Regions from separate parts of the Sus scrofa genome. Here region 1 is linked to region 2. The links are chromatin contacts, called in public HiChIP or PLAC-seq maps. All regions are on one chromosome and are shown on one strand. The core of a region is the stretch at or near the end of the contact, and the rest is flanking DNA. Distances in the headings are between cores, read along the strand shown. Region 1 holds the start of TSNAXIP1 (translin-associated factor X-interacting protein 1). Region 2 holds the start of GFOD2 (glucose-fructose oxidoreductase domain-containing protein 2).

What was found. HiChIP or PLAC-seq counts read pairs in DNA pulled down with a chosen protein or histone mark.
Region 1: an H3K27ac HiChIP or PLAC-seq map of alveolar macrophages shows a contact between it and region 2. The contact joins the promoter of TSNAXIP1 here to the promoter of GFOD2 in region 2. A contact is called at or near these places in 1 of 5 promoter capture datasets (fetal liver), 5 of 47 Hi-C or Micro-C datasets (embryonic fibroblasts, liver and skeletal muscle) and 2 of 2 datasets of contacts at active chromatin or transcription factors (alveolar macrophages and skeletal muscle).

Annotation. Positions count from the first base shown.
Region 1 is chr6:28,427,250-28,430,204 of Sscrofa11.1, forward strand. TSNAXIP1 (translin-associated factor X-interacting protein 1) reads left to right here and starts at 1,282. Exons shown (of 16, transcript XM_021094108.1): 1 at 1,282-1,756. The coding sequence starts at 1,710. RANBP10 (ran-binding protein 10) reads right to left here and starts at 1,134. Exons shown (of 14, transcript XM_003355780.5): 1 at 864-1,134; 2 at 1-94. The coding sequence starts at 1,098.
Region 2 is chr6:28,346,931-28,349,678 of Sscrofa11.1, forward strand. GFOD2 (glucose-fructose oxidoreductase domain-containing protein 2) reads right to left here and starts at 1,267. Exons shown (of 4, transcript XM_021094104.1): 1 at 1,053-1,267.

The DNA of each region.
Region 1 (2,955 bases), core at 32-2,531, 80 kb after region 2:
ACAATCTTCACCTCAAAGTAATAAATGCCACAGGCAGCAGGTATGGGGTGGGTGGCGCGCACTGAGGCTGCATCTTTGTGATTTTTGCCATGACCTAGTAAGAGAGGACAAAGAAATTTCAGCAAAAGGAAATGCAAATGGAAGACTCATTCTTCTCTGCTCCACAGCAACTTCACCCCTCATAGCCAGAGGAAGCCCTTTCCTGGTCCAAGGTGTAATTAGACAACAACTGAGCAAACACACAAACCTCCCACCTCATCCTCAGAACAGTAGCACTGTCTGAGACACTGTCTCCATACAAACCACAGGAGGCATATGCAAGGTGGGTGACAAGTGAGAGATTCCCTCGTGCTGCTGCCAGACTCTCCAGAATACAAGCAGCCAAGCAGCCCACTTAGGAGACTAAGGGAGGAAGAGGCAGCCCTGGAAGATGGCCCCACAACTTTAGCACAGAACCGTAGGCAGTGTCTGAGATGTCCAGCAGGTAAGCAAGCTCATGCACCTCTGGCTAATAGAGAGGATGAGACCACTAATGTCTACAGAGACGTTTAAAGCTAAGCAGTGGTGAAGGGCCCAGGGAGAGTTCCAACTACCACAGGACAGGCAAGAAGGCCTTGGGTGCAATGTCCAACCCAGCACTGGGTTTGGACACCTGTTGAGGTTCTCCTGACATCCGAAGTCTCACGGCAGAGTAGGCTAAGCAGCCAATCCTCGGTCTGGTCAGCCCACCACCCAAACACCCAACAGGAGCTAAGGCCTAATCCGGAGCTTGGGGAAAGGAAGTGATGAAGCAGGGGCTGGACAGCACAGCCACCCTGCTGACGCTCTGGCCTTTTACCCCCCGCGGCCAAACAGGCCGATACCTTTGTAGTGGACGCGGAGGTTGCCCTGGGAGAGGCCGATATAGTTGTACTTGTCCTTGGGGCTCCAGGAGCGCGGCAGCGGCGTCTCATGCTGGTTGACCGCGGGATACAGGCGCTGCAGGCGCCGGCTCAGTTCCTGCTCCCCCGGAGACGGCAGCCCGCCCCCAGCGCCCCCGCCGGAGGAGTCTCCAACCTGCGGGCTCCCAGCTCCCGGATCCGCCGTCGCCGCCGCCATCTTGGAGGGAGCTGCTATTGTGTCACTGGGGGCGGGGAAGAACAGGACTAGATCCGCCCCGCTCAGCCAATGGCCGGAGAGCAAACCCGGGCCGCAGGGAAATCGAGTCCGAGTTAGGTACCTCTCTTTGCATACTGCCACGCCCTGCCATATTTCGGACTTCATTTCCCAGAATGCAGAGCTCTCCATAGGGAGGCTAGCTCGGGCTGGTAAAGAACTTTGGGAGATGTAGTACAAACCGACTCAGTCATAAGCCTGCTTAGCCAAGCTATTAGGACACCAAAAACTACAGTTCCCGCTGGCAACGCGATTCTGGCCTCTCACTTCGCCTCCCTCACCCATGGCCTCTGTTTATCCTCCTGCCTCAATTCTGGTCGCTAGAGTCATATCTGCTGTAGTGACAGACTCTGAGAAGACCCTATTCCCAAGTCTGACCCCATCTTGGCTACTTGGCCTTCCTCCTAGCCCGCGGGCTCTGGGCTGGGGGCAAGACACAACCTTGACCCCGCCCCCGCCGCTGGGCTGCTGGGAACTGGTCGCCATGGCGACGAGCTGTACACTAGCACGGCTTTCCAGTTCGCGAGTGCTGGCTGCACGGCTGCCCTAGGGTCATGGCCTCCTCCAAACCGCAGTGCCCCAGCTTGGCGACCACGTCGAGGTAAGCGCTGGCAGGGCTGAGGGCGGAGAAGAGGGCTTTACTACTTCCAGAAAAAGAAATAAATGGTACCTGATTCGGACCTCTCTCCGTTGGTCTGGGGCTCCAACCGCACAGGATAGGTGATGAAGAAACAGAATCTCAGATGACTCCTCAGCTCAGGGAGGCCGTTACATTCTTGTAAAAGGGCAGGCATACTTTATCATTAGTAACAGCCATCTTGTTTGTATTGAGCGTGCCAAGTTTTTTTGTTTGTTTGTTTGTTTGTGTTTTTTTATCTTTTTAGGGCCGCACCAGCGGCGTATGGAAATAACCAAGCTAGGGGTCGAATGGGAGCTGCAGCTGCCGGCCTATATCACAGCCACAGCAACACTAGATCCGAGCCACGTCTGGGACCTGCACCTCAGGTCAGGACAACACAAGATCCTTAACCCACTGAACAAGGCCAGGGATGGAACCCGCATCCTCACGTATCTTCTGTCCGGTTCTTAATGCGCTGAGCCACAGCCGGAATTGTGCCATGCTCTTTACATAGCACAATTAACCCTCACAACAACTCTATGAATTAGTAATATCACCATTTTACAAATAGAGAAATAGAAGTCTAGAGAGATCATGAGTTTTACACCTGTTTATAAATGACTGAGCTAGGATTCAAACCCAGCCAGGCATGTGTGATTCCTGAAACTGAGCGCTTAGCCACAAGGTTAACAGCCTCTGCACCCACTGGTTTATGACAAAGAAGCATCACTAAGCAGCCTAGAAACATCCCGAGGCCTCCTGCTAGCTCCTGCCTGTATTCAGGGTGCAGCCTCTGGACACTGAAAATAAGATAACAAGCTCCGTTAGCCAGGAAAGTCACAAAGCATATATTTAAAACAAAAAATTTTGGAGTTCCCATCGTGGCTCAGTGGAAAGAAATCCAACTAGGAACCACGAGGTGGCAGGATCAATCCCTGGCCTTGCTCAGTGGTTAAGGATCCAGCTTTTTGGTGAGCTGTGGTATCGGTCATAGATGTGGCTCGGATCTGGTGTTGCTGTGGCTGTTGTGTAGGCCAGCAGCTATAGCTCCAATTAGACCCCTAGCCTGGGAACCTCCATATGCCGCAAGTGCAGCCCTAAAAAGCAAAAAACAGGGCAAATACCTTTCTAGCTCTAGAGAAGGCCCTTAAGTTCTGGGCCTCTGTTTCCATATCTCAAAT
Region 2 (2,748 bases), core at 17-2,516:
AACAAGAATATACCTAGATTCCCTGACTACCATCTTCTTCGTATCTCTTTGTATCAAAATAATGCATTAGGTGTCTTTTCTAATTTAAACAGCTGTTCCCTTCAACTGAAGGGTCACAGAATCAGGGCTTTTCTCAGACTTCTGTGCCCTGAAGCTTACAAAGGTCCTCTGTGCCCTGCCCCACCAGATTCTGGATATTCAAAGGCCACCGACTTCCTTCCTCATGTATCCTTCCCTCAGCATGACCCTATGGGTACAATGACTATAAATAAGGATTATAACCTTTCTTGGTGTCAATCCAAGGCAGCCTTAAACTTTTCTGTTCCGGTCTTGTGCTTTAGATTCTTCCCTAAACTCTCACACAACTTTTCACAAGTCCTGATGTCCTGGACCCTTCTAAGTTCCTCACCATTCGTGTGATAATACCTTGAGAGGAATACCTCACCTCACCTTTTGTCTCCACAGCCATCTGCTTCCTACCTGAGCTTCAAAGGTAGCCAGGCCCAGGGAGATCTGGCCAGCGGACACTCGGGGACTGGAAGAACCATCTGCACCTTTCAGAGTGTCGTTTCTCCCATCTGCCACCTGAACACTTTCCGTAAATAATGACTGATCTCCCACAAAGTACCAGCTCACTGGGAAAGACGAGGGACCAGTTACCCCACGAGTTCTTTGTCTCAAGTTCCCATACCTCACATCCTTATCCACGAAGCGTTGGTCCTCACACAGGTAGGGGGTCTGCTCCGCACAGGGCGGTGGAGCCTAGGTTTTCGCGTCCAGTAAAGGGATGGGTTATGGCCAAGGTCCTTCCAGGAACCCAAATTCTACAATTCTACGACCAAACTTGCAGGTCATATTTCCGAGGTGGGACGACGAAATCTGGGGCGACCCCCGAGCCTGCGCTGACAGTTAGAACGGCCCCCTCCCACCCCAGCTTAGCTCATCCCCTCCTCCGACCTCGGGCGCCGGTCCGTGGAGGAGGCCCGGCCGGCGCCCGCTTGCCTCCGCGCCATGCCCGTCATCCTTACCCGCCCTCACGGGCCGCCTCTCACCTGGCACGCTGGCATCCCCCGCCCAGGGCTACACCGGAGACCACGGGTCCGGACAGGTCTCAGCGGCCACCCGCCTTCCGTAAGGGAGGCAGGGGCGGACGCACCAGCCCCGAAAACTAGCTCGCAGCCACCGGGAACGCGCCGCCCGGTTTCTAAGGAACCGGGGTCTTTGGAAAAGGAGGGGGGGGACGGCGGGAGGTCTGCGCATGCTCCCTGACGGTAGTGGACCAGCGCTGGGAGGGGCCGGAGCCGGGAGCTGCGCATGCTCGCTGATCGGGGGCGGAGGTTAAGCAGTCTGGCTAGAAGCCCTGGTCATTCATTTCCGGCGGTGGAGGCGAGGAGCGAGCGGTTTTCCAACTTAGGCTGTAGGTCGAAACTGGCACAGATCTGATCCCTAGCCTAGAAACTCCGTATGCAATGGGGTGGCCTTGATTGTGGGCCTTGATTTTCCCAGAATGAAGGAAGGTCTCCTGCTGAATAACAATTTATCTTTGCAGAAAGGCAGTTCTCTCAAACTTGCCGGACTTCCTGGCTTTCTGATTCTAATGACTCGTTTTTCCGTGCTTGGGCTCCCTTTCTGGATGTTTTTTGGTTGTTCCTTAACAATGTCAAGTGTTTTTCAAGACTGTAACTTCGGTCTCTCTGATCTCTTTACCGAACCCAAGTATATATACCACTTTGTAACGAGACTACCGTTTCACCAGACTGTCCGATATAAGAATGAAACGAACCTGTAAACCTTGGTGCAAAACAGGTGATGTTGAAAATGTGGGATTAGGGGTTATTTCTGCATGGGGAGACCCACCCCTGCTTATCTCTCTCTCTCTTTTTTTAACCATGCCCTTTGGCATGCAGGACTTACTGGGCCAGGCATGGAACCGAAGCCACAGCATTAACCTGAGCCACAGCCATGACACTGCCGAATCCTTAACCCTCAGGCCACCAGGGAACTCTCGTTGAGAGTGTGGACTTCTAAATCTCCCCTCCCCCAGCCCTGCACGCTTAGTTGGCATTAGGAAGATGTCCCAGCCAGCTCTCCAGAGCAGCCTGTGATGATTAGAACGTGTCAATCGAGGGATTGCTGCTGGTCACACAGTGGTAAGAACCCTACTAGTATCCTTGAGGTTGATCCCCACCTTGCTCAGTGGGTTAAGGATCCAGCATTGCCGTGAGCTGTGTTGTAGGTCGCAGACGGGGCTCTGATCTGGTATTGCTGTGGTTCTGGCGTAAGCCAGCAGCTACAGCTCAGATTGGAAACCTAGCCTGGGAACTCACATGTGCCGCAGGTGCACCTCCCCCCCAGAAAAGACAAAAAAAAGAGTATGTCAGTGAAGCCGCAGTTGTTTACGTTGAGACCTGCTGAGCAGCAGGGCTATCCCTGCTTTGGCAGGAGACAGGACTTCCTGCCACTACCACCACCTTGGTGAGCATGGAAGTCTTCCAGAGAAATTGTAACCCCTAACGGCCTCTTCTGATGGCATTTTATCCCCTTTGTCCTTCTCCCTGGATTCTGAACAGCCAAGCAGAAAGGAGGCAGAATCAAAAGCGTGCTTGTATTTGATCTGTTTCTTCTTTTTTTTTCCCCCTTTTTTGGCCACCCCATTGCATATGGAGTTTCTAGGCTAGGGATCAGATCTGTGCCAGTTTCGACCTACACTGCAGCTGCAGCAATGGTGCAGCATATGGAAGTTCCCAG